6 separate regions of the Sus scrofa genome follow, and regions 1, 2, 3, 5 and 6 are each linked to region 4. The links are chromatin contacts, called in public Hi-C, HiChIP or PLAC-seq and promoter capture Hi-C maps. All regions are on one chromosome and are shown on one strand. The core of a region is the stretch at or near the end of the contact, and the rest is flanking DNA. Distances in the headings are between cores, read along the strand shown.

Region 1 (4,310 bases), core at 49-2,548, 1.3 Mb before region 4:
GAGTTCAGATGAACGCAGAGGAGGCGGCGGGGCCAGATCCTGCCGGGACTTGTAGCCCACAGTGAGGTCAGATTTTCTTCCAAAAGTGATGGCTTTACAGCCAAACCGCTTTGTAGAAGGGCGCTTTCGCAGCCCCTGGGACTTATCCAAGCCCCCGTGGCTCGTACCCCCGCCGTCAGCGTATGAGTCTAAGGGCCAGTTTTGCATCTGTGCGGTCATCGCCCCTTTACGTGGCTTCTTCCTCTCCAGACCTTGAGCCCCTGGGACGTCCCCAGCCTGGTGACCACAGCGCGCAGCTCGGCGCCTGGTCCACAGGAGGCGCGCAGCCCGGGTGATGCGGAGATCGCACACGGCAGGTGATTGAGAAATCGGCGCAGAACTAACCCCCTGGAAACCCGGCCTCCCACTTGGCGCGGCCACGAGGATTCCCGGCCGGAGGAGGCGGGGGCTGGCGCGTGACGCAGGCTGCAGCACATGGCCCAGGAGTGTGCTTTTTGGGACAGGTGCGGGGGCCGCCAACTTCACGAAGGCACAGACGCAGCCTGGCCGAGGCACAGCTCTCCTGCCGAGGTTTATTTTCGGCTTTGTGAGTCGGCTGCGCGGCCGCAGAGGTCTAGTCAAGGGACGGGTCAGGGTGGGGGGCGGGCGCAAGAGCCCCCTGGACGCAACGAGAAGCGAGCCGCGTGAGTGGTGGCGGCCCGCCGGCCTAGCCACTTAGAAGTTTTTTTGTGGACTCCAAGGCTCAACTTGCTAATCTAGGAAATTGGTCTCTGAAATAAACGAAGACTCGCTTCGCAAGTTCATTCACCTTCTTCACTTCCCTCTTCTCTTTGGAAGCCCAAGAGTCTGGCGTAGGAGGCTGTCACCCACTACATCCCTCAGTCCCAGGGGCCCAGTAGCTGGACTAGACTTTGCGTCCCCCGGGGCCTCGGAAGCGCCGGAAAAGCCCCCTCGGGGTGCGGCCGCGGGGCCAGGTCACGTGACCCCCGCACGCCGCCTGGCAGCTGCGGCTGCAACTAGCGCGCATGCGCATTTCTCTATCCTCCCCACCTCGGTTGGCTCCGACGCAACCACTGTCAGCTCCTCCCCTCTGTCCCAGTCTTCATCCTTCCTGACTTTCACTCCCTTTCCCCCGCCCACTGGTTACGTCAGGCGGACAGGCCTACGAGCCAATCACGGCTCTATATTCAGGGGACGGCACGCGGAACCGGTCGGATCGGACCAATGGGGGCTCTCGGAGTGGGCGCGCCCCAACTGGGCAGGGGAGCCGGGGCCGAGTGGGCGGTGCTTCCCCAGTCAGCATGTGGGCGGGGGAGGGCGGTGACCAGCAGCCGCAGAGGCGTCGACGGCGGCGGCGACGACGAAGACGTTCCTCAGTCTTCGGGGTGGGCTCGGTGGCGCAGGCCGGGCTTCGCGGAGGTCTCGGTGGTCTGCGGCGGCGGCCCTAGAGAGGCCGCGGCGCTATGGCGTGGTGGTAGACCGGCTCAGGCCGGCGAGGCGAGGGGCGGCGGCGATCATCCGGTCCGCGGCGACCTTCGGCGGGGCCCGGGGGTAGGGAGACTCGGGGCGGGGGTCGTCCCGGACAGCGCGGGGCCGCGGGGCGGGGCTCGCAGGCCGTCGGGGTGCAGGAGGTCTGGGTCGCCGCGAGGAGCCGCCGCCGGCCGCTGGGCCCCGCCACCGGGCCGCTCGACGACGACGCTCCCGCGGGAGCCCCGCCTGAGGAGGACGCGGCGGCGGCGGCGAGGCCGCGGGAGGCCGCGGAGGATGGAGGAGCGGAAAGAGGAGGGCGAGGCCGAGATCCAGGAGCACGGGCCCGAGCACTGGTTTTCCAAGTGGGAGCGGCAGTGCCTGGCCGAGGCGGAGCAGGACGAGCAGCTGCCCCCCGAGCTGCAGGAGGAGGCGGCGGCCGCCGCGCAGCCCGAGCACAAGCAGCAGAAACTGTGGCACCTCTTCCAGAACTCGGCCACCGCCGTGGCCCAGCTCTACAAAGGTGAGGGCTGCTGCCGCCATCTTGCGCCGTCGCCCCCGTCGCCGCCGCCTAGGGCCCGGCTGTCGGGCGGTCGGCGGAGAGTCCGGGGTTGGCGGTGGGGTTGGGCGGTCTCCGAGGCTCCGGCCGTCGCGTCGCGGCCCTGCCGCCCCCTCCCCGCAAGATGGCGTCGCGGGAGGCGGGCCGTCGGGAGGCGCCCGGGGGGTGGCCCGGGGCGGGCGCTGGGGGCTCCTGCGTTGGGGGCCGCCCGGGGGGCCCCTCGCTTCTGGGGCCGGGCCGCCGGGCGCCCGGGGCCTGTGAGGGGAGGGGAGGGGCCCCCGGTCACAAAATGGCGAAGGGAGGCTCCGGGGCGGCCTATTGTGCCGGAGCCGGTCTCGGGGCGGGGACTTTGAGGGGGCGCCTCCCACCGCCGCGCCTGGGCCCCGGCTGCGCCCCGCGTCCCGCGTCCCCCCCTGGCCGCCCGCCGCGACCCCCTTCCTGCCGGCCCCCGACCCAGTGCGGGATCCCGAAAACCTTGAACAAAATGGCGAAACCTAATATGGCCGTTCCGGAGTGATTGACGCCCAAATAACATTGCTTTCTCTCTCTCTCCCCCCTCCCCCCTCGCCCCGTCTTTGTGCATTTCTTTCTTTCTTTTTTTTTTTTTTTTTCTCTTTTTGTCGTCTTTCAGACCGAGTGTGTCAGCAGCCAGGACTTTCTCTCTGGGTCCCCTTCCAAAACGCAGCCACCGCTGTCACCAACCTCTACAAAGGTAACGCTAACCTTGCTGCATTGCCGACTAAGGGGAAGGGCAGCCTGAGTCAGGGGATAAGTACGGCGTTCCGAGGGCATTGGCCACCTTGACCTGGCCCCGGGTCGAGGAGTGTTTTCTGCTCCTGAATCCAGCCATTAATAGCTTGCAACTAGAGAATACCGGTGGTGGTATATACCTAGATAGCCGATTCTCAGCTAGGGGGCATTTGTCCCCCCTCGGCGACATTTGGCAATGTCTGGGGGCATTTGTGGGTGTCATCATTTAGAGGAGGCTGCTGAATATCCTGTGGTGCTGAAACAGCCTCCCCACTCCCACGTCGGCCCTGGCAGTAGTGTCGAGGTTGAAAAGCTCAAAGCTGGAGACCCTGGGAAGAATTTATGTCTCACAGAGAGGTGGAAGGCACACTGGTGGAAAAGCATCTCTTGGAAAAGGTTTTGAGTTTAGGCAATTCCCAGAATAGTGGTGGCATAGCATTTAAGTGCGTCGAAAAGTAGCTAATTGGAATAATATGTGCGCATATTAGCACCCTGCTTTTTCCTAGCAAGTCATGGATGTTTGCCTTCAAAACCAATTGTACTTCGTTGGCAGGAGATCTGTGATCGGAGTTTGAGTTGATTTGTGTTTCATGGTAGTGCTTTTCTGCAGTTAATCCCCTCCCCGCCCCCATGTGAAGGTATGTGGGTAAATGTTCTTGCCCATCATGCTTCCTTAGTAACAATGGGTTTAGATTTTGTGCATTACTCTCATTTCGAAGATTTGGAAATTTGGGTTTGATTTTTGGCAAGGTTTCTCTGGAAAAAGGATTTGAATTTGAATGCTAGTGTTAGTAATCGTGTAATTAAATCCTTTTAAACTTTTAGAAAGTGCTGATAAATGCTGTAAAGCTTTGTGCATTTCAAAATTATCGAACTTTGTTTCAACTATTGAAGCACAGGCTGTGGATCGACTTGATTCTCAGATTCCTTTTCTTGCATAAGAATGAGCAAATTAAGGTAGCATTTTATGGAAGAAATATCCTTTATTTTGGATTACCTGGGTAGAACTTGCAGGTTTTGGGAATCGTAATTTGAGAACGTAAACAGAATTGAATGGAAAGTTAGGGAATGAGGAACTGATAGGCTAGGCTTAATGAGAAAAGGGAAACAGTATTAAAGGGTGCCAGTGGTCAACTTTGATTTTATGTAATTCAGTTCCTTAGATTTTGACTCTGACATCTATTACTGCTTGAGAGTTTTGAACATTCTCTGGAATGGTTTTTGGTTTCACTGAGGCAGGAAATTTTGAAATATTTGAAACTCATTTTTAAAAAAACTCAACTTTCTTGGGGTATAAATTTATATACAGCGAATCACCTTTTTAAAGATGGATAGCTTGAGTTTGACATACATTGTTAGTGAATGGAATATATTTATCCCCCACCCTCACCCGTGAACACCACGGATCTGCTTGCTGTATGTAGGGTTTTTGTTTACATAATATAATAAATAGAATCTTATGGTATGTAGCTATTTGTGTCTGGCTTCTACTTTTAATGTTTTTGGGGTTGATTTACAGAGTTGGCTTTGCAGG
Region 2 (4,217 bases), core at 1,609-4,108, 1.6 Mb before region 4:
CCAGATCCTTAACCCACTGAGCGAGGCCAGGGATCGAACACGAAACCTCATGGTTCCTAGTGGGATTCGTTAACCACTGCACCACGACGGGAACTCCCTGTAAATGTACTTAATATCACTTATTGTACACTTTGAAATGGTTGAAAGGATACATTTATGTTTGTTTTACTACAGTTCTTAAAAAAGACTAGAAGGCCACAAAACAAATCCTAGTGATTTTTGACTTTTCAGTGGCAGAATTATAAAGATCATGACTTGCCCTTTGTTACAGATTATGTAGTAAACATATTACTAATTACCAGGGGCACTGCATATAGCTAGCTTTAGTTTATAAAGTACGGCTCCAGCATATCACTCATCTGACTTTATCACGTTGCAGAGCCTGCCCATGTGAGAGCCCCTAGACCTCTGGATGTGAACTTGCTTGGAGGACACCCCCACCCCAGACCCTGTGCCCTGAGGGGCTGGCGCCAAGGACCCACCTCCAGGCTTCATCCCAGTCCCTTCGGATCTGGGGCCACCAGGGGGCGCAGCACAGGCATAGAAGCCTTTTGCAGCACTAGCAACTCTGCACTAAGTGATATCGTTTATTTTCACACCCATCCCAGGAGACAGGATTTTTCCACTTTACAAAATGTGAGAACAATCTGAGAGACTTGATAACCCGCCTCAGGACAGGGATTTGAGAATGGAGGGACCCAGGTCTTCTGACACACCCCCACCTCTCTGTCTTTGATTTCCCAGCAGTGCACTGTTGGAACGAGCCTGGCATAGCTTCCTCCAAGATCTGGCTCTTAACAGAAACTTCTGGCCGTTGTCAATGTCATACATAAGTGCAGTTAAGAATTTGCACTCAGGGCCTCTTTCCTAAACCTGGTTGCTAGCTTCTACCTTGTGAATTTCTCAATTCCAGAAGACAAGTCCCTGGGGTCCTGACAGTTTCCAGCTGCCTGACTTCCCCACTTCAGCCTCACCCTTCCCTGAGCCTTCCTACGGGAGACCCAGGCGGCCTGGCTCCCAGTCCTTCACTTGAGTGAGTCCAGCGCCCCAAACACCTGCATGAAACGCTCCCGGTCCAGGATGCGTCCGTAGCGTAGGGTGAGATAGAAGGTCTGTTTCCCACTGTACTGCCGGATCCGCACAAACAGCTCCTGAGGCCGATCGTGGCTTTCTGTCATGGGGACCACGTCGGCCACGGGGCAGTACGTGTCCTGTCGCCGGCCCCAGAAGGTCAGGTGGGCCACCCGCAGCACCGTGCCTGATTCATTCACATAGAGGATGCCCACCAGCCTCCGGAAGAAATGGCTCATCCAGCACAACATGGCCAGCGCGAAGCTGGCAACTGCGCCTGCCAGGCACAGGGAGTTGAAGGTCATGAGGCCCTGGGAGTACCAGTAGATGCCAGGCGGCAGGGCCACCACTGTCAACGCTGTCTGTGCCACCTTCAGCTGAGAGAGGTACCCGAAGACCCTGATGGCATCAAACCGGTACACCATCTGAAATTTCTCAGTCTCTGTGCCCAGCGGGTTCTTCTTGGATGGCAGAGGCCTGCTCCCCGCCCACCTCCTAGGATCCTGCCCACTGCAGCGCCACAGCCTGTGGAAAGGCCTTCCCCATGCAGCCTGCCTTGGTGACCACAGCACAGCTCGGAGCAGGGCAGCCTGGAAAGGAGACAGGGAGACCATTTCTCTCTGGAACTCAGCCAAGCTAATCACACAAGGACCACATGCAAAACATCTGCTACAGAGGATCCTGCCAGCCTGGTGAGGTCAGCATGATTGCCAGAGATGGAAAGAAAGCTGAAATCAGAGGCTTTACCTCTACCTCACGTGATAGTCAGGGAAGCTGTGTGCTAAAGGAACCACTGCTTCTACTTTACCACTGAGGAAACTAAGCCCAGAGAAGGTGAGAAATTTACCCAAAGACACACAGTCAGGGAGTAGGGCAGTCTAACTTTCAAACCCAACCTCTTTCCTCCAGGCAGCTCAAGTAGGCGCAGGCTTCATTCATTCAGCACATACCCAAGGAGGGCCGGTTCTGGCTGGATACCGGATCCACGGCCTGTGTGAACACTTCCTCAAGCAGGAAACTAAATCAGTGTCCCAGTGGGGAACAAATCCGCTAGCTAATCATCATAATAACTGTAGAATTCTCGGTTAGGTTAAAAGCGTCATCTTGGGGGCAGAACGTAAACGCTGTTTTCTTGGCCTGGATTGAGGGAAGGGATAGAATGGAGGAGGAAGGGATGGAGGCGTCAACTCATAGCACAAGGGTTTTATTAGATGCACAGTTCTACACCTTGAATATTGCACCGAAAGGTGCTTTGAGCTTTGAAGCCAGTTTTGGGTTCCAACCCTGGCTCCTACAGTCACCGGCTGTGGATCGTTGGGCAAATTACTCCACCTCTCTGGGCCCTGGTTTCTCTATCAAAGTGGGTATCCGTAACATACTGAAGAAGGTAACAGTTTTAAAGCCTTTAAATGCAGTAATGCACGGTGAATGCTAAATTTTAGTTGGCCCACGTGACCTAGGGGGCATAGGACGGCGGGGAACCCACGTCGGAGGTCCCTCCTCCGGATTCTCCGAATCAGAACCTAAGGCGTCCGCAGGCCTGCCCGGGGCCTGACTCCGACCCCCAAAGCACGACCCCTCCCTTTCTTGCCACCAATTGCCTTCTTACCATGGCCCCGCAGCCTGCAGCTGGAAGCGAGTCCCTCGCGTTCCGGGAATCTCCGAGAACGTGTCCTCCGCCCTAATGGGACAGCGTGGGGGCGCGCTGCATTCTGGGATCTGTAGTCCAGCCAGCAAAGCCGACGCTAGTCTCGGGCACTGCGGGAGGGGAATTCTCTTCCCGGCGTGCCCTGCGGCACGGGGGCCGGACCCGGAAGTTCCGGGCCGGGTGCCAGGTGCCAGTAAGTCGTGTAAGGTTTACGTGGAAACTGGGGTCATGGCTGCTCCCGGCCCAGCGCTCTGCCTCTTCGACGTGGACGGGACTCTGACCGCTCCCAGGCAGGTAAGCGGTGCAAAACTCCCTACGGCTCCCCGGTGGGTGTAATGACCGTCCAGGTAGGCGACCTGGGGCGGCTAAGGACCGCCTACCTCCCACGGAGGGGCTGAACTTTACTCTGGGTTCCTTGGAGTCATGAGACGAAAGCTCTCACCAGCTTTTCGAGACTTCAGGGTCCTCGGAGAGAAGGGACAGGCTAGGAACTCTTGAGAGCAAGGAACTTTGATTGGAAAACGCAGTTCTGGACTCTCATCAGCACCCCTGGGTTTGAATCCCGGATCAGCCGGGTTTACCAGCTTGTGTGCCCTCTTCAGACCTATCACCTGTGGTCTGCGCCTGTAGCCTGACATGAAAGACATAGGTTTCCAGGCCAAACAGACCTAGCAGAGTCTCTGCTTGACAGCTGTGTGACTTGAGCAAGTTAGTTAACCTCAGAGCCTCAGCATCTGTGGCTTTAAATGGGGCGTCTACCTGTTCCATGTGATGTTTGAATGAATGGATGAAATCATTTAAGTTCTTGAAAGTTATCTTACATACGGTAGACTGTGCTCAATAATACTCAGTAAGTATTCGCTGCCACCGCCACTCCCTGCTCTAGCCTTGCAGTGGAAGGGGGTGATAGAGGAAACCTAGATTGCCACAGGCTGCCTGCCGAGAACCTTCTTGGACTCCTGGAAACTTGCTTTCCATTTCCAGATTTTGCTGCCACGAGCACGGATAGGTCTCAAGATGAACCGTTGTGATGAAGCTTACCCTGACCTACCCTTTGCACACATTAGAAGAGCAGCCATTTGAACTTGAGACTGGCGCTAAATGGCCTCAGTCTCTCTCTACCCTGCTGCGTTTGGGTCGGGTGGTAGCACTGGTGTGCTCCAGAATTCCTCACTGAATGCGTGTGGCCTTAGATGTATCATTTTACTTTTCTGAGCCACAGGTGCTCTGTATGTACTGATGATGCACAGTTGTAAGTTCTCCACAGGCCCTTTTTGACTCCGTAATCAGTGCACACTTGCAAGTTGTTAAACACTCAGAGTGGCCTGGAGCCGAAGTCAGCAGTTCATTGTTTGCAAAGGGCCAGATAGCAAATACTTCCGTGTTTGCTGACCATATGGTCTGTAGTAACTATTCAACCTAAATCCAAAAGCAGCCATAGACCAGATGTGGACCTAGCACAGCTGTGTTCCAGTAAAACTTTATTACGGACACAAAC
Region 3 (4,677 bases), core at 1,590-4,089, 1.1 Mb after region 4:
CCATAGCCACTGACAGAACACTGTAAATCAACTACAAAAAAAAAAAAAAAAAAAAAAAAGCTAGACTTACGTGTATTTCCTCACTGTAAAAACAAAAAACAAAAAAACCCAAAAACTTGCAAAATTTCTGGTTTTCCCTTGGTAAATCAACCTAATTGCTATTTCCAACTTTTTCCCTGCTTCTTCCAAGGATAGTTCTCTCCTCTGATGGTGCTAATTTATGGACCTTTCAAGGGCTAGAACACGTAATCCAACAGTGCCACATACCTCTGGACCTCAATTTAGAAAATCCATATTTTCCCAAACAGGCATAGGTGGGTTTTGTGTTTTTGTTTTGTTTTTTTTAACATTAACTGACATTTTGTAGAAGCAGCTGATAGTTATACCAAAATAGCCTTCTGATAAAAAAGAAAAAAAGACCATAAGGTAGGGACAACCACTTCCCTACAGATTTGTATCTCTCCAACTTCTAGTAGTGTCACAGAGGAAAGGATTAAAACTGCAAATATCAGGAAATATCAGGAAGAGAAAAGATAGTCCTCTGCAAAAGAGGCAATGTCTACTCAACAGTGACACTGTTCCAGACCACTGCTCTCAGGAGGTCTAAGGATGGCCGTCCCTGGATGACTGGCTGAGGGCTACATAGGCTGGAAATGGAGTCCTAGGTCTAGTCCGAGTGGGACTGGTGATTCCTCCAGAGTTAGGAGGGAGGGCCAAAAAAGAAAATGGCTGGATGAAAGCAATCCACACGCTAAGGTTCAGGGAAATAAGCACTTTTAGGAGTTAGTAAGTTTACGTGGCCCAAAGGACTTGATCTAAGCAAAGCTAAGCTTCCTTGTTCAAAGGGCAAACATCAGCTGCTACTCACACAATTAAAAATACCAGTCAATCAAACAACCAAATCCAAACCGTGTGTTCACATACATACTTCCCAAAAGCATTTCCCCAAACTCTCTTTTTGCCTCTAGAGAGAAAACTGTAGCCAAAGTTTCTGAAAAAACAAAACTCCTAGAGCACTTTTAAGATGTCTTACTTGTGTAAGAAATATTACAATATAGGACTTTAAAGAGAAATAAAATTCACTCAATTGACATTCCTACAAAATCCCTGCTTGAAAGCATGCTACCACTTAAGCAGCGCCTAAATACAGGAAGATTTTTGAAGACTGAACTGGAAACCACAGAAAGTCTACTAGCTATGGTCAAAACGGCACGCGACAGCTATGAAGTTCTAGCAAATGCTCAGGTGTCTGAATAGACTAATTCCTGACACATGAACACGGAGAGCGAGTTATATATACCAAGTAACCTGAATAAGGTAAAAGATTTTAACGCAGTAAAAATGCTAAACCTATCACCAACTAAGGAGAAAAGTCAGTCCCACGTGAGAAAAAGGGCACATGATCAACGTACACACTTTAATGTTAAGTGAGAAACGAACTCTGTGACATCTGTGAACTCCACAAGCTTACAAAATGCTAAGAGTGAAAAAAGATCTATTGATAGCCAACTGTTTCTGCCGGATCGCAAGACTGCAATGCATCCTGGGATTCCTTCAGGATGGTTCCGTGCCATAGATATTTAAAACGTAATTACAGTTTCAATAACAGAAATCGCGGCGAGACGCTCTCTCGTCTAGACCGAGGTGAAGGGAAAACTCCAGCATTCGTCCTCCCCAAGCCCTCAGCGCTCTCGACAACCACCCGACCGACCCTAGGCTCCATCTGTCCTCATTTCTAGGCCTCGTGGCACTGTCCAGCGGCGGTCCCCCTCCGTCCCATACGGTCCCCACTTCCAGCGGGGAAGTGGGGCCCCACGGAAAAAGAGGCCGGCCGCGGGTCTCGGGCCTTCGGCCCCAGTGGTGTGCCCCGCACGCTGCTCCCACCCCGCCCGGCCCTCCACCGCCGCCACCCTGCGCAGGCCGCCACCCTGGCCCCGGGGCGCCCCACCCAGGACAGCCGGCGCCGCTGTCAGCTCCCCACGTGCCGCCTGGCCCCACGACCACGCGCCTCTGGCCTGGCGCGCTCCCGACCCCACTCCGATCCCCATCCCAGGTGGGCTCAGGCTCCCAGGCCGGCTGCTCCTGTCCTCCCCGCCCGGCTTCCTCCCGCAACCCAGGAAAGAGCGGCGTCCCGGCCTTTTACCCGAAGGGCCTCCCGCGCCGCTGCCGGCTCCGTGGTTGTTGGCGGCGGCGCCAGCTGGGGGTGCTGACGGCTGGGCCGGGCCCCGCAGGAAGGACGGCACGAACTCCGCGGCGTGGACGTTGGGCACGAAGGGCTTGGCGTTGACGTTGAGTTGCCGGCTGAAGGCCGCGCTGAGGTGCTCACGCTGGGCCTCGGCCGCCGCCGCTGCCAAAGGGCCGCCGGCGCCGCCGCACGGTCCCGGTCCGGGGGCTTCCATGTCCGCCTGGTCCCAGCAATCCGGTGCCGAGTCGCTGCTGCTGCTGCCGCTGCTGCTCCCACCTCCTCCGCCACCGCCGCCGCCACCACTGCCCGGATCCATGATCGGGGGGGCCGTGTGTGTGGTGAAGAGAGGGCGGGAAATGGAGGCGGGGGCGATGGGCCGGGGTGGAGCAGGCCGCGCTGAGCCCGGGAAGCTGCGAGGCAGAGAGGCTGGGAGAGCTAACTACACAATCTCCGGCGTCGTCGCGGCAGCACCTTTAATCCCGGCTTCGCACTCGCAACGACGACCGCGGCGGCAGCAACGGCTCAACCCTCCTCGTGTGTGCTAGCAGATCTCCTCCCACCCAACCCCAACCACCTCCAACCACCTCCGACCGCCTCAGCGCCAACCCCACGCCTGGTGCGAATTGACCCCTCGCCGCCACCCGTACCTTCGCCTCGGTAGTTTTCGGCTCCGGCCGGCCCCGTTTCCGGCTACGAGTCGCGGCGAAGGCGGAACTACGAGTTCCGGCAGCACCCGCGCGACCCCGCTGCGGTTTTCCCGGGGGCCGACGGGAGTCGGAGTTCGGGGCCGGGAGCAACCGGAAGCGGCGCCGTCTCCCGGCAGGCAGCGCGAGAAGGCGGAGGTTTGGTCACCTCTCAGCGGCCCCACCTGTCACCGGGTGGGGGCCGGGGTAGGAGCGAGCCCTGGCGCGACTTCTCGCGGGGCCGCGGACTGCAGGTCTCTCAGCCCACGGGGGTGTCCGCTCTGTCCTTCCGCACTGGACGCGGGAAAACGGACAGCAGATCTAAGGTGGAAAGAAAAGCTTTCAACTCCTGAAAATTCCTTCTCTTTTCACCAGCCCTCTGTGTTCCCTGCCTCACAGCCTCCCTACCTTGTTCTCTTTCTTTCCACCTTCCTCCTCCCCGCCCCCAGCCAGAATTTGCCCCACATTTCAAAGACGACGCGGGGTGTCTTTCATTTTTTGTATTCACTTGGTGGACGAGACCATAAAACCGTGAGACATGACAACTTGAACTGTAGAGTGGCTTGTAAAGCGCTCGGGCCCAGGCTCTGCCTCGGCAGAGGGGATTATTAACTGGAAACTTACAATGACTCACTGCCTGTATGACTAGTCATAAAGCCTTCACCCAAACTTTTCCATCCCTTCCTCCTCCCTGCCAAGGGCTTTGCAAACCAAACAGAGGATTGCCGTATTCCATGATGTAGCCAACTAACAGGGTTATTTTTGTGCGTCCAACTTCGTTTGCACCCTTAGGTGAAGTGGTTTTCTTTTGAAGGGTAGGATTTGCTCAGGTTTTGCCTTAGTACTTTATTGACTGCGTCTCATGCGGCCAGGTCGCGGTTCGGTAAACCCAGGAAAAGAGAAAAAGTGAAAGATAAAAACCTAGACCCAACTGCTTGAAGTGGGAAAATAGCCTTGTTCTTAATACCTGTTAAGTTCTCCTGTAATTCACCGTTACGGAGCCCAAAACAGAGAAAAACATATTGTTGATATTTTCCTGCTAGAAGTCTAGACAGAGGGCCAGTCTAGCAGAGTGTCATTTATCTGCTAGAAATTACAGAGTACAGTCTGTACAGAGAACACACAAAGATATTTCTTAAAAACCTTATGTTAAGCTCCAAAACCTAAATCTAGGTATTAATTTTAAACATCTATTTTAAAGATAAAAGAACTCAGCCTAATGAGACAAATCACAACAGAGCTGTCTGTTACCTTTGAAAACATAATCATATTCTAAAGTGGTTTGAAATTGGGTTTAATATTAAATTAATATTAAACCGGAGACATCCATTATAACAAGGCTGACTTTAAGTTTCTAGATGGGTCTGTGGTTCATTGCTCTGGAAATATTCTGGACATTGATTCCACCCCCCCACACACACAAAAGATGTATAACTCTCATTAATACAAAGTTCTGGTTACAGCCAATTATTAGGGTTCTCTAAAGACCTCGCTGCATCTTTAAGAATGTCCCACTTTAAAGTTGATATTGGAGTTTCCAAGGTTGCTCAGTGGTTAATGAATCCGAGTAGGAACCATGAGGTTGTGGGTTCTATCCCTGGCCCCGCTCAGTGGGTTTTGTGGTGTAGGTCACAGATGCAGGTTGCAGACGCTGCTTGGATCCCGAGTTGCTGTGGCTCTGGCATGGACCAGCAGCTACAGCTCCGATTAGACCTCTAGCCTGGGAACCTCCATATGCTGTGGGTGTGGCCCTAAAAAAGACCAAAAAATAAATAAAAATAAGGAAAAAAAAATAATGTTGATATTAAA
Region 4 (4,234 bases), core at 1,061-3,560:
GGAAAACTGTAGAAAGGTCTTAGGGGACATCAGGAAGGAAGACGTGAAGTGGGCCAGCTACAGGCCTCTGCAGTGTGGCTGGGGGAGGAAGAGCCTGCGGTAAGAGAGTTCAGTGGAGCCTGCTGGCTTTGAGACCCTGGGCCCATCACTTAATCTCTCTGAGCCTCAGTGTCCTCAGAGAAAGGAGAAGCATTTGCATCCTGCCTCCCTATGTATAGCATAGAGATGAAGAGTCTCAGCCCTATGCCAGGCCATCGGAATCCTGGCTCAGTATCCAACTGGCCCTAAGACCTTGGGCAAGTCATTCTCTGTGGCTCCGTCTTCTCACCTGCAAAACGGAGATTCCAGTCCTCCCTGCCTCCTAAGGGAATGCCTCTGACGGCCAGGCTCTGCTCATGCTGAAATGCTGCTAGCCCCCACCCCACCCTGTCCCCACCTGGGTGTTGCATGCTCAGCCTTCAGGAAATCCTCCCTGACCCCTGTCACCCTGGTCCTCTGCTATCATAGCATTTATCACACCATTATGTCATGCTTCCTCCTCTGGTGTCCCAACCAGGCTGGGCTCCAGGAAGATGGGAACCGGGTCAGTTGGGTATCATTAACACCATGTGTTGCGGATGAGAGTGCAACCTGAGTTCATTAGTCTGGCTCCCTCGCTATTGGCTGTGTGACCTTAGGGAAGTAGTTTAGCCATTGTGAGGGACAGTTTTCTCATCTCCAAAAATGGAGATAGTAGCACTACAGAATAGGATTGTTGAAAAGCGTAAGGCAATTCACATACAAGTACTCGATACCAGCTGGCAAAGAGTAACCACTCAGCATGTGCTAGCTTGTAGTTAGAGGCAGTAATAGGCAACTGATAACATTCCTGTGTAATGAGTTTCTGGGAGTTCCCCAGTGGCCAGCAGTTAAGGATCAGGCATCATCACTGATCATCAGGTTTGGGTCACTGTTGTGTAGGTTCCACCCCTGGCCCAGGAACTTCCACAGGTGCAGCCAAAAAATAAAATGAGTTTCTATATCCTTAATGCCTGAGGCAGGAGGACGTTTGTTCACTCTTTAAAATTTGTCCCAAACCTGTAAGCAGTGACACGCCAGTAGTAATGAGCACACTGAGTATCCACATTTTGATTTCTAAACACCATTCTTGGATCCGGTGTTGCCGTGAGCTGTGGTGTAGGTCACAGACACGGCTCAGATCTGGCATTGCTATGGCTCTGGTGCCCTCAGCTTCAGCTCCAATTCGACCTGCAGCCCGGGAACCTCCATGTGCTGGGTGTGCAGCCCTAACAAGACAAAAAATAAACACCATTCTCCAGGAAAAGCAACGAGGGGGTCCTTGGAGCAATAGCTGGAGCAAATAGAAGGGGAACCTGCACAGTCTTACTGTGTTGGAAAGAACAAGCACAAAGATGTTGGATTAGTGTCCGTAACACAGGACCTGGCTTGACTAGGCTTCACGGGCTAAACTGACGGAGGGGAGTAAGAAATTGACCAGAGAGAATAATGTATTAAATATAGAATATTTTAAAGGTCCGTGAGTCTCAAAAAGGGCGGGGAGGAATCTCTTATTTACTGAGGAATGGCAGTTAATTAACTCAGATAATAGATAATGACAGAACTGAGAAAAAGCACAATTTTGCAAACACCTATGTAACCCATCCAGGTAAGAATGATGCTAAAACCATTGAGTGAAAGGTTGATTGAGAACAGGATATTCACATGATCTTAATGGATCACCCCCAGAGAGTCTCTATTAATTACAAATGGAAAACGGTACCATTCCCTGGAGAAAGAGGACACACACCATCTTGATCAAGTGATCAAGCCCTCACATCACCAATAACGACGTCCACTGATTGGCATTATGTGCTTCTGCTGTGATACAAAGGTAAGAACATTCTGCTAAAAACTTTAACCTGAATCTAACGGGGGAGTGGGAGTGGGAGGAGGCGGAGGCGGCGGGCTCTTCAAAAGAAATTGGAGCGAACAAAAGATAAAGTGCGACTTGGGGGTGGAGCCCTATTTGGAACAGCCGAGTAAATGAATAGTGTGCCAACAATTTTGCAGCAATGTCAAATCTCTCGGGTATGAAAATGGCACCGATGTCATGTAGGATAACGCCTTTGTTCCTAGGAGATACCTACTAAAGTGCTTGGGATAGATCTCTGCAGCTCAATTTTAAAAGGAACAGAAACGCCTCAAGCTCCCGACCACAGGATTTGCGGTACACACGCCCTCTCGCTGAGATTTATTTCGCGCAGCTGGAGGATCAGATTGGGCGCCTCGAGGCGGAAATACGCAACGGCAGTTTCCGGTGACCGCAGAGGCGTCCAAAGCAGCAGAATGGAGGAGGTACCGCACGGTGAGCGCGCGGAAGCGGGGGTTGGGGGAGTGGCGGGACTGACAAGACAGGAGCCACTTGAATGGTGATCTTTTCTCCGTGCAGACTGTCCCGGGACCGGCAGTGCCCAGGCGGGTCGAGGGGCTTCATGTCAGGGGTGTCCGAACCAGCGGCTATGCGCTTCTGGAGCTGGTGCCGCGCCGGACCCGGGTAAGCAAGGGCGCGACTTGAACAGGAAGGGGACATCGCTGTCCCGGAAGAGGCGGGGCGTGTGGGTGGGGGTGGTTATGGGTTGGGGACCTGAAGGTTGAGTGACAGGGGCAGGGCCCAGGGAGGCGAAACGAGGAAGCGTCTTCAGAGTAAGGGGCGGGGCTTTAGGAATGAGTGACAGGAGCGAGACCCAGAGGGGCGGGGCACTTTAAAGGCGGGGAACATTGGGCGGATGGCTTCTGATACCTTGTCTGGGTGGAATCCAGAGGGGTTTTAGCAGGGCTGCCGGTGAGGGGTGGGTGGGGCCAGAGGTTTGAGTGACAGTAACTAGAAGTGGTCGGGAGGAGGCGGTCACCCCAAGGAACCGGGAGTGATTGAAGTTGGGTAGTTAGGGCTTAAATCTTAGCTTCACCAGCTGCTCTCTTTGGACAAACTTTTCCTTCTTTTGAGGAGCGATTCTTCCATTAATTCAACAAAAGTACGTGTCAATCACTTGAAGGCGCGGTGCTCCATGCTGGGGAATCAGTTGTGAAAGAGGTAGATGAGATCACTAGGGAAAGTGTGTTTAATAGGGGAGACCCACAGTAACCACATCAGCACAGTAGTAAATACTGCGAAAGAGAAACTGAAGAGTGAGAGCCTACTGAGATCTTAAAAAGCAGGCTAGGGGAAGAATTTTGAAGGAATTCAAAGAGAGACGCGGGTTTGATTCTTGGGACCACTGCACATAGTGTGACTGTGCAACAGTCTTAACCTTTTTGAGCCTCCATTCCCTCATCAAAAATGGAGAAAAAAATAGGAGTTTCTGTCATGGCTCATCGGAAACAAATCCGACTAGTATCCATGAGGACGCTGGTTTGTTCCCTGACCTTGCTCAGTTGGTTGCGGACCTGGCGTTGCCATGAGCTGAGGTGTCTGTCGCAGACATGGCTTGGATCCCGAGTTGATGTGGCTGTGGTGCAGGCTGGCAGCTGCATCTCCAATTCGACCCCTAGCCTGGGAACTTGCATATGTCACGGGTGGGGCCCTAAAAAGGACAAAAAAAAAAAAAGAAAGAAAAAATCAAGCATTGTGTTTAGGATTTGAAATGGGATGAGATAATGAAAGCATAGTAAATGATAGTCATCTGTGACAGGTACTGATTAAGTGCCTGCAATTTGTCAATTTCTCAGTCTTGGCACTACTGGCGTTCAGGGCTGGGTAAATCTTTGCTATGGGGCATCTGCCCTGAACACCGCAGGACACTGAGCAGCATCCGTGGCCTCTAGTCACTACACGCCAGCAGCACATCCTTTCTGTGACAACGAAGAGACGTACCCTGGTGGGGTCTGCCCCAGGTTGGGAATCACTGCTGTATCTATAGCTCTGCCTTGGAGCAATAAGTAAGGAAATATGAGAGGGGCCAGTAGCATTTTTTTGGTAGCACTGTTACTGCCATTGGAGAGGTGCTGTTTCACGCCCAATCCCTTGAAATAGCCCGAGAACTTAGCTCCTTCCAGCCCATTGGAAGAGTGGAGACTGAGTGGGGGGGCTTGGCCCTCTGAATTGCTTTCTTTGCAGCCATAGAGGAAATCAAAGAGAAAATGAAGACCGTGAAACACAAGATCTTGGTGCTGTCTGGGAAAGGCGGCGTGGGGAAAAGCACCTTCAGCGCCCACCTGGCCCACGGCCTAGCGGAGG
Region 5 (4,394 bases), core at 1,473-3,972, 1.3 Mb before region 4:
GCCTTGCTTAGTGGGTTAAGGATCCGGTGTTGCCATGAGCTGTGGTGTGGGGTCGCAGACACAGCTCGGATCCCGAGTTGCTGTGGCTGTGGTGTAGGCCAGCAGCTACAGCTCTGAGTGGACCCCTAGCCTGGGAACCTCCATATGCCGCGGGAAGCAGCCCTAGAAAAGACACACACACACACACACACACACCGCACACACATACACACACACATTCATCCTGAGTTCGCTCAGTGGGTTAAGGATCCCACAGTGCCGTGAGCTGTGGTGTGGTCGCTGTGGCTGTGGCGAAGGATCGCAGCTATTGCTCTGATTCAACCTCTAGCCTGGGAACTTCCACAAGCCTCGGGTGCACCCTAGAAAAAACAAACCAAAAATCAAAACAGGTTCCTGAACGACCCACCTCCACACTGAATCCAAAGGTCTCGGGTGGGGATTCTGTTTCTCTTTGTAAAGAAGGTAAATTAAAGGATAAAGTAAAAGTGGATCCTAAGTGCTACTACCTGGTTAGCTCTGTTTAGTTTGTTTTTGTTTTTGGCCACACTGGCATGTGGAAGTTCCCTGGGCCAGGGTTGAACCTGCACTGCAGCAGTGATAATGCTGGGTCCTTAACCTGCTAGACCACGAGAGAACTCCACCTCAGTGTACATTGTACATCCATAATACGTGCACTTAGAAAAATAGTACGAAAAAGTTCAAGGTGAAATGTCTCCTGGATGTCATCCTGTGTGTAGTTGAGCCTGGAGTTGTGTGGCCTGCGACCATGAGGGAAGCAGGGCCAAGGCTGATGAAAACAGCAGAAAACAAAGGACTCTGGTCCCCGAGCAATGCCAGCCATTGCATTAACTCAGTTTGGAAGAGCATTCCAGAAAATGAGGGTGGAGTGCACCTCCTCCCATCCCTGCAGACCCTAAGCCTCCCTACCTCATCCAGAGTGACTGGGTGCACATGAAAAAGAATTGCTACGCATGTACTTGAATATATGTGTTCTCGAGAAACTATATAAAAGGTCACAAGCGCTTTCAACTGCATTTTTGTTTTCAGTTAAAATAGGTTAGAGCTCTTCCCTCACCCGCCCCTACAGATGTGGACCTTGTGTTAGTCATGAATATTGCAACGAAAAGCTCCTCGTAGGCAGGTCCGCCAGCTGCACTTTCCGGATGAGGAAGAGTGAGACTTGGGTGGCCGCTGCCCGGCGCGTGTGCGGGGCGCCTGGAACCTCGTGGCCAGTCACCCACTCACCCACCCAGGCCTCGGTTTCCCGCTGGTGAGGGGCTTGTTGGTGAGGGCGGGATGAGGCGGTGCCGCACGGGAAGGGGCCCTGGCTTCCAGTGAGCACCAAGCGCCTCATCCCGGCTGCTGCGAGGCCGCAGGGCCGCCGAGGCCCCCAGGCCAGAGGGGGCGCTCTGGGGAGGAGGGGTCGGCGAGGGACCACCACGGAGGGAAGGGGTGGGCTGTGCCCAGCGGCGCCGCCTGGGACCCGACGTGCGGGAGACGGAGCTGCGCAGTGAACCCCGCTTTAAACCCGCTCGCTAGGCCCCGCGCAGCGGGCGCGCCTCCAGCTCAGGAAGCCCGAGCGCCGACAGGGTAGGCGGCCAGCGCGTCCCCGCTGGGGCTTGTTTCCTCCTCACAGGGGCTTACGCCGCCGGGGGTGGGGGCCTCAAGGCTCAGGGGGGTCGTTTCCAGGCTCTGGGCCGCGAGCCGGCTCTGTCCCAGGCTAGGGAGGACCAGGGCCCGAGGCCGCAGTGCTGTCACCCGCGCTGGCGTTCTCCGAAGGTGGCGGCCTGGGCGTCCCCTTCCTGGGCATGACCTAGCAGGTCGTACCGGGCGGGGTGTGGGGGTGGTCACCGCACTGGACCCTTCCCCAGAGGCCCATCCTTATGAGCTTTTGCTCCAGGTCTTAGGGGTGCTGGATTTTGATTTCCTCCCTTTGACCCATTGGTGGCGAAGGCCGCCCCTTTATTCTTCCTGGTTTGTGTTCACTCAGCTCAGCGGCCCTTCCCCACCATCCTCTCAAGCCCTTGTTCTCATCCGGTGGTCATTTCATTTACTGGTTTACTTTTGAGCTGCGTCTGCCTTTCCTGGACTGTGTCGTGGGCCCTTTACCTGTCACTGTGCCTGCCACCGAGCAGACATCCGGGAGGAAATACTTGTTGATAGGATGAGGGGATCCCCATTTGACAGATAAGACAGAGGCACCAGAAGCTTCAGGTGGTGCCTCAGCCAGGATCTGAACCCACATCTGTCTGCTTCCGCCCTGTGTAGAAGGCGCCTGAGCATTCCACGTCCAGGTGGATCAAATTCACTAGGATTGGGACCATGGGCAGATTACCTTAACTGGAGCCTCAGTGTCCTCTTGCAGAGTGGGGATGGCCTGGGTTAACTACCGCCCAGGAATATGAGCGTGTAGATTACCTGACGCTTTCATTTTGGGGGCCTGGATGGGGACTGAAAGATCCCTGTGTGATCTGGTCAACTTGGATGAACTTGGATTGAGTTTGAGAACGTCTCTCAGTTGCATACTATTAGTGACGCAAGCAGATACTGGTGTTCCTTCACCCAAGAGCCATGCACCTGGCAAAGGCCTGACCCTCCCAAAGGCCTGACCCCTGTAGGGACCCAGCATTGGCCTTGAGCCTGTCCCTTAGGCTGGGAGTCCCACATTCTCCGGTGGCGACTCACTTCCTGTTTCGGCCTGGAATTTGGATGACAGAGAAACAGCACTGTGTCAGCTCCATGGAAAAGGCTGGGTCTGCCCACCAGAGCCTTAAAGGGACAGCCCTTCTAGGGCAGGGCTTGTCCTGGGGATTCCTGGTGGTGAGTGGGGTGCTGATGCATGGGGCCAGAGATCGGGAGTCAGGATTTGAGAGCCCGGGGGCGGTGGGGGGGGGGTGTCTGCTGCCAGATCCCATGGGCCTCTTTTCCTCTAAAGACTCTCTTCCACCCTCTTCCACCTCCCAGTGCCCAATCCAGTTGTTGGGCCATTGTGGAAGGACCTGCTCTGCCAGGACTTCACTCCTTAATCCTGTTGAGCTCGGTGCTTGGTCTGGGCCTCTGCTATTAAACTGGGTAACGGTACCCTACGCTGACTGTGAAAATTCCATGAAGTCCTGTTCGTCCAAGGTGGTACACTCAGATGCTGATGGGGTCAGATCCATGAGTGAAGCTGTCATGCCTGTGACGAAGGTGAATTGCAGGGTGCACAGCTGCTTAAGGAAGCTTTAGTTCAACACATGCTGGTGGCCCAATTAAGCACCTTCTGTAGGTCAGGGCTCCTGGGACGATGGGTGGATGCCTTTCCAAGCTCCTTTAAGAACGGCTATTCAGCTTTCTGGGGCTCATCTTGCCCACCTTTAAAATGGGTCCTCAGTTCCCGTCATGGCTCAGTGGAAACAAATCTGACCGGCATCACAAGGACGAAGGTTCGATCCCTTGCCTCGCTCAGTGGGTCATGGATCCGGCATTGCCATGAGCTGTGGTGCAGGTGGCAGACGCGGCTCAGATCTGATGTTGCTGTGGCTGTGGTGTAGACCAGCAGCTACAGCTCCGATTTAACACCCTAGCCTGGGCACCTCCATATGCCGTGGGTGCGGCCCTAAAAAGCAATAAATAAATAAGTAAATAAAATGGGCCCTCTCACCAGTCCTGGATTTGGGGTCTGGCTTGAGACACTCGGGACTCTGTGACCTGTGATGTGCAGTTACTTATTCTCAGGGTTTGGCTCCTGCTCTCTGACCCCCCAACTCCCTCCCATTCCCAGACTGTACCACCCCGGTTCTGGTGGTGCCTTAGGGCTGCCCTCCAGGGCTTTGTCTCAGAAGCCCTTCCTAGGCCCCAGCTATGGCTGTCATCCTTCTGTTAGCTTTCGGCAGGAGACATGGCTGTGGGCAGAGCAGGCTTGGGCTTCTCTGAGTGCAGCAGGGTGGGCCAAAACAAACAGGAAGTCCACCAGTCCTGCAGGAATTTGTGTTATGGCCACAGGGAGATGAAGGGCTAGTCATACTGATAACCCCATTTCTCTTGGGTGTTTTACATGCATATCCCATGGCAAGGTTGCTGCAACCCCTAAGGCATGTGTCTGTGTCTGTGTTGCCATGGGAGAAGCTGCTGCTCAGAAAGGTTGAGTGACTTGTCTGAGGATACCCAGCTGGGACTCAAATTTGGAATTTTCTCTCTCTCAAGTCTAGACTCTCTCCTCCTGTGTTACTTTCTTTACCTGGTCAAGATACAATCCATGTTTTCATGGAGTTTGTAGGGAGTTCCCGATGTGGCTTAGAGGGTTTAGAACCCGACATGGTGTTGATGAGGATGATGTGGGTTCGATCCCTGGCCTCTCTGAAATGTGGCTCCAGTTCTGGTGTTGCTGTGGCTGTGGTGTAGACCAGCAGCTG
Region 6 (4,176 bases), core at 1,604-4,103, 1.4 Mb before region 4:
GGCCTGCACGGCCTCTCCCCTGAGTGAGACGGTGAATAAACCGCCAAGCAAAGCCATTCCTGCCCAGGCCCACTATTGCCACCGCCTCCACACCTGAGAATGTGCCACCGACAGCACACAGGCAGGAAGCACGTGGGCCCGACCCCACTGAACTGCCAACAAACGTACCCACCTCTTCCCTCTCTGCTCTTCACCCCGAATAACTTTCCTGAGGGCTCAAAACAAGACATTTTTAAAATAACTAATCCTGCGCTCTGTTATTCTCCGGCAGATAGGCAGGGGCCGCCCCTACAAAGCAGAGCAGGAAAGCAAACTGACCTGCTGAGAGGGAATAACCGCCGACCAAACCAGTCTCCCAGGCTCCTCCGAAACCACCCTGCCCAGAAGGGGCGGGCTAGATGCTCCTCTTGAGGAAGCCGCCCCTCCCCAAGCTGGTCAGAACCCTGACAGCTTCCAGCTGCTGAGTGGGGAGGATTCAGGGCGAACAGCAAACAGGTGCGAGTCACTCGCAGCGCCGGGCACGCAGGCCAACCAGAGCCGCCGGTCCCCAAAATCCCACCCTTCCTGCTCCGTAATAGGAAGGAGTCTTTCACTCTTTCTCATCTAAAATACAATATATGTCAACCTAGCAGCACATGCGAGGAGAGGGAAGGCTAGGAAAGGCTGAAAAGCTTGTAGACCGCCTAAGACTCGGGCAGCTTTTTAAACGGCACACCTGTGGGGGCTCGACTACAAGCCCTTCAAAGACATGGTAGCTTCTAGTTAAGGCCCATCCAAAAGAAACAAGACTTCAGTTTAAGGAATCATTAGTAATAAGCTACAATCTTTGCAATCCAGTTTGAGATGGCAGTAAATTTGCAGACTCATGACTTTATGGGTGACTTTCCAATGCCATTTTTGATATGAAAATAAAAAACTCCATGAGAAAAGAAACCAGTTGTGAACACATGCCCGGACTGAAAATTCTTCCCCCATTCAATCCTCTCTAGTCTTAAAAAAGTCCTTGAAACTTGTGGCCATGATTATTTCCCAAAGACCCAGTTCGGTGCCAGAAATGCACTCTGCGGAGAGGCCCGTGCTTATACTATCACTAGTGTTCAAAACCAGTGGCAGGACGACTTACATGGGACATGGCGTAGGCCAGCCTAGCGCTACTGGATTTTTGTCTTGATGAGTGGTATTTGAAAAGGAAACTGAAAAGCAGCCCTCTTTTGGCCTAAAGGAATATACAGAATACTCTCAGCACGTACTCCTTCAGCTAGTTGGTTTAATGGCATATGACAAAAGCTCCACCAAGTTACTGCCTCGCTGGGGCCAAGAGAAATAGACAGCCAGTTCTTGGCGTGAGCTTGGCTCTCCTGCCCCCCATTCCTCACCACTGTAAGGACAAGTGGGAAGTGCCTTCTGCAGGCACCTCCACTTTACCTCCTGCAATCGGGCAGGGCATCCCCCGCCCCCCCATTTTCATACTCATGGGAACACCAGTCAAAGTGTTCTTGCCAACCAGGGTGCAGCGCCCCGCACGTGTAGCCACCCCAAAGGACAAATGCTGCTTTACCTGAGCTTCCTTAGCGCCCCACACACTTACGCAACCCAAGATCTCTTGCTCAAAGCAGAACAGGAACATTCAACGCCCCATTCACCCAGGTGCCCCCTTTTAACTCCTGCCTGTCGGCCCTCCTAGAAATGGGTAAAAATTCTCTTTTAAGGCTCCCTAGACTTTGCCCTTTGAAATACGTGGGGCCATGACAAACAGATGCCTTCCAGTGACCACCTCTGCTTGAGCCTGTAAGCCCAAGACCCTTTCCTATCCAGGGCCTCTACATCAAACCTTCATTACCAAGACCTAGTATCTCAAAAGTGCGGTACCCTGGAAAGCTGCTGGCACAGGGGCAGAAAATTAAAAGTTACCTTCGGAGTCGAGCTGAATTCGGATATAGGTAGTTGGGGGGAGGGGAGCTTTCACGTAGTTTCAAACCCACACCTGGCCCGAGGCTGACTGCACCAACAGCCAGGTACCAAACTCCCTGAAAAACAGGTAACTCTGAAACGAAGAGCGCCTGGCTCAGAACTCTGGGCCCGTCGGGAGGCTGACAACATCCGCGTCCCTTGCAGGTGTTTCAAAATGAAGCCCAACGCTAGCAAGTGCTGTTACAGAGCGATCGACCCGGGAACCGCTTCGAAGCCCCGGGGGGCTCTCCGGGGGAGCGCACGGGAGCAGGTGGGGGCGAGGCCCGAGCCCAGGGAGGTTTCCAGGGCCCCGACCCTCCCGGCCAGAGCCAGGCCCCCGCGACGTCCCGTCAGTGGCACGGTCCCCGGAACCCGGTTCCCGACCCCGGCGCGCGGCGGCCGCCAGCAGCCCCCAAAGCCCTGCGTCCCTCCGCGGCCGGAGCGCCCTCATTTACAACTCTGGGCTCTGGGCGCTTTGTGCCGGCGAGGCCGCCCGGGTCCCGCGGGCCGGACAATGCGCCAGGCGGGGGGCCGGCGGCCGCCCCCCGCCCGCGGGCCCGGCATGACGGTGCAGCCTCGCCCCGGCCGGGCCGACCGGGTCGGGACGGCCAGGCCGAGGCCCGCGGCCGCCCGGGGCCTGGTTAAAGATGGCGAGCCCCTCGCGTGGCTCCTGCGGCTCCCCCCGGCTACAATGGAAGGCGCTCCCGGCCCCGCCGCGGCCAGCCCGCGGGGCTCACCTTCCATCTCCATGTCCTCGGGCTCGCTGAGCTGCTGCTCGCCCGCTTTCTGCTGCTGCTGCTGCTGTTGCTGGTGGTTCATGTCGGCCGCGGCCTGGGCCTCGCCTGCGGCCGGGAGCCCGGGCTGCGGGCCCGGCGGGCGGGCGGCGGCGGCGAGCCGGGGCGGCGGCGGCGGCGGCGGCGGCGGGGCGGCCTCCTCCTCCTCCTCCCGCGCGTCGTCGGCAGCGGCGGCCCCGGGGCGGCCCGCGGCGGGCGGCGGCGGCAGGGAGACGCGCACGTACTTGCTCGCGATTCGCCCAATCTCGGCGCCGAGGCGGGCGGGCGGCCGGCGGGCCTGGCCGGGCGGCCTCCTCGCTCGCTGCGGCCGCCGCCGCCGCCGCCGCCGCCGCGGGGCCCGCCTCCCGCCGCCGGGGCCGGGGCTGCGGGGCCGCGGGCCGGCCGGGGGCGGAGGGCGGCCGGGCGGGGGCCGCGGAGTCAGCCCCGCCTCGGGCCGGGCGCGGCGGGCGAGAGGCCTGGCCGGCCGCGGCGGGCCTGCGGGGCCTGGGGCTGGCGGGAGCGGCGGCGGCGCGGGCGGGCGACGGACCAGCCGCGCTCGGGGCTCTGCGGCCTCCGCCTCCTCGGCGTCGTCGTCGGGACTCCGGCAGCGGACGCGGCGCCCGGCGGCTCGACTCGGCTCGCTCTCAAAATGGCGGCGGCGTGAAATGTCACATCCGCATGGGGGGCCCGAGAGCGAGCGAGCGAGCGAGCGAGGAGAGCGGGCGGGCGGCGCAGGGAGCGGGCGGGCGAGCTCCGAGCTGGAGGGCGGAGCGGGAGCGGGAGGGCGGAGCGGGGAGGCGGTGCAGGGAGCGGCCCGCCCGCCGCCGCCGCCTGGGCCCGCCCGCCCGCCGGCCCGCCTGCCCCGGCCCGCAGCGCCGCGCCCCCCGCGCCCCGCGCCGCCCGGCCCGTCTCGGCCTCTCGCCGGGCGCCCGCCCTCGGTGCCCGCCCGAGCCTCGCGGCGCGGCCGGGCCCGGTGCGCTCCGATGTGGGCGACGGGTCCCCCAGCCCTCGGGGGGCGAGTGGCCCAGCATCTGCCCCGCCCGGGCATCTGGTCACCCGGAAAGCCCGCGCGAGTGGCCGTCGGGGCAGGGCCCGAAACCCTGCCCCGCAGCCGTGTGACCCAGGGCAGGTAGCTGATACCGCCCGGCGCCTCTTTAGAAGAGGGCCCGGGTAGGAGCGAGCGGTCAGCACCGATCAGCACTCGCTGGCACTCCTACCATTTACCCCCGTTAACCGGCCTGCAACTTACTCACCCTGCACCTCTCGTGGGAGCACTTTTCTCACTATTGCCCAAACCAGAAACCAGATTGGTTTTAGTCCCTCAAAACCAAACTAAAAAGTTCTTCATGTGGCATTCATTGATTCCCTTTCTATCAGCCCGTCCTGGCTAAGACCGTTCACCCAGGGCCTCCTTCATTCTGTCCTGTCTCTTGTGATCCTTGAGACACTGGTG

What was found. Promoter capture Hi-C pulls out the DNA fragments that hold promoters and counts their contacts. A called contact is a pair of places that touch in the nucleus more often than the background predicts. HiChIP or PLAC-seq counts read pairs in DNA pulled down with a chosen protein or histone mark.
Region 1: a promoter capture Hi-C map of liver shows a contact between it and region 4, with 18 times the contacts expected there. The contact joins the promoter of C3H16orf72 here to the promoter of NUBP1 in region 4. A contact is called at or near these places in 2 of 5 promoter capture datasets (fetal skeletal muscle and liver), 2 of 47 Hi-C or Micro-C datasets (heart right ventricle and liver) and 2 of 2 datasets of contacts at active chromatin or transcription factors (alveolar macrophages and skeletal muscle).
Region 2: a contact with region 4 is called in an H3K27ac HiChIP or PLAC-seq map of skeletal muscle, with 17 times the contacts expected there. The contact joins the promoter of PMM2 here to the promoter of NUBP1 in region 4. A contact is called at or near these places in 2 of 5 promoter capture datasets (fetal skeletal muscle and liver), 6 of 47 Hi-C or Micro-C datasets (embryonic fibroblasts, heart right ventricle, liver and 3 more) and 2 of 2 datasets of contacts at active chromatin or transcription factors (alveolar macrophages and skeletal muscle).
Region 3: a promoter capture Hi-C map of liver shows a contact between it and region 4, with 10 times the contacts expected there. The contact joins the promoter of GSPT1 here to the promoter of NUBP1 in region 4. A contact is called at or near these places in 1 of 5 promoter capture datasets (liver) and 1 of 2 datasets of contacts at active chromatin or transcription factors (alveolar macrophages).
Region 5: a contact with region 4 is called in a Hi-C map of embryonic fibroblasts, with 6 times the contacts expected there. The contact joins the enhancer-like site here to the promoter of NUBP1 in region 4. A contact is called at or near these places in 2 of 5 promoter capture datasets (both in liver), 20 of 47 Hi-C or Micro-C datasets (alveolar macrophages, blood, embryonic fibroblasts and 12 more) and 2 of 2 datasets of contacts at active chromatin or transcription factors (alveolar macrophages and skeletal muscle).
Region 6: a Hi-C map of embryonic fibroblasts shows a contact between it and region 4, with 2.1 times the contacts expected there. The contact joins the promoter of USP7 here to the promoter of NUBP1 in region 4. A contact is called at or near these places in 1 of 5 promoter capture datasets (liver) and 1 of 47 Hi-C or Micro-C datasets (embryonic fibroblasts).

The regions. Positions count from the first base shown.
Region 1 is chr3:33,652,326-33,656,635 of Sscrofa11.1, reverse strand. C3H16orf72 (UPF0472 protein C16orf72 homolog) reads left to right here and starts at 1,298. Exons shown (of 4, transcript XM_003354616.4): 1 at 1,298-1,990; 2 at 2,658-2,738. The coding sequence starts at 1,765.
Region 2 is chr3:33,891,113-33,895,329 of Sscrofa11.1, reverse strand. It overlaps PMM2 (phosphomannomutase 2), which reads left to right and starts at 2,858. Exons shown (of 8, transcript XM_021086654.1): 1 at 2,858-3,013. The coding sequence starts at 2,948. It overlaps TMEM186 (transmembrane protein 186), which reads right to left and starts at 2,815. Exons shown (of 2, transcript XM_003124605.4): 1 at 2,681-2,815; 2 at 1-1,661. The coding sequence starts at 2,683. The coding sequence ends at 1,026.
Region 3 is chr3:31,235,317-31,239,993 of Sscrofa11.1, reverse strand. GSPT1 (eukaryotic peptide chain release factor GTP-binding subunit ERF3A) reads right to left here and starts at 2,839. Exons shown (of 15, transcript XM_021086589.1): 1 at 2,144-2,839. The coding sequence starts at 2,501. It overlaps LOC102166437 (a long non-coding RNA gene), which reads left to right and starts at 2,628. Exons shown (of 2, transcript XR_002342422.1): 1 at 2,628-3,194.
Region 4 is chr3:32,329,878-32,334,111 of Sscrofa11.1, reverse strand. NUBP1 (nucleotide binding protein 1) reads left to right here and starts at 2,310. Exons shown (of 11, transcript NM_001243382.1): 1 at 2,310-2,365; 2 at 2,450-2,554; 3 at 4,115-4,234. The coding sequence starts at 2,347.
Region 5 is chr3:33,618,374-33,622,767 of Sscrofa11.1, reverse strand. No RefSeq gene overlaps it. Among named protein-coding and RNA genes, the nearest start is that of C3H16orf72, 35 kb to the left of the region's middle. Within about 2 kb of position 2,722, at least 21 of the 83 cell types and tissues checked have an H3K27ac peak or open chromatin away from gene starts, as enhancers often do. A contact at or near this core is called in alveolar macrophages, embryonic fibroblasts, omental adipose tissue and 3 more, where this site is marked.
Region 6 is chr3:33,753,034-33,757,209 of Sscrofa11.1, reverse strand. USP7 (ubiquitin specific peptidase 7) reads right to left here and starts at 2,853. Exons shown (of 31, transcript NM_001135680.1): 1 at 2,688-2,853. The coding sequence starts at 2,769.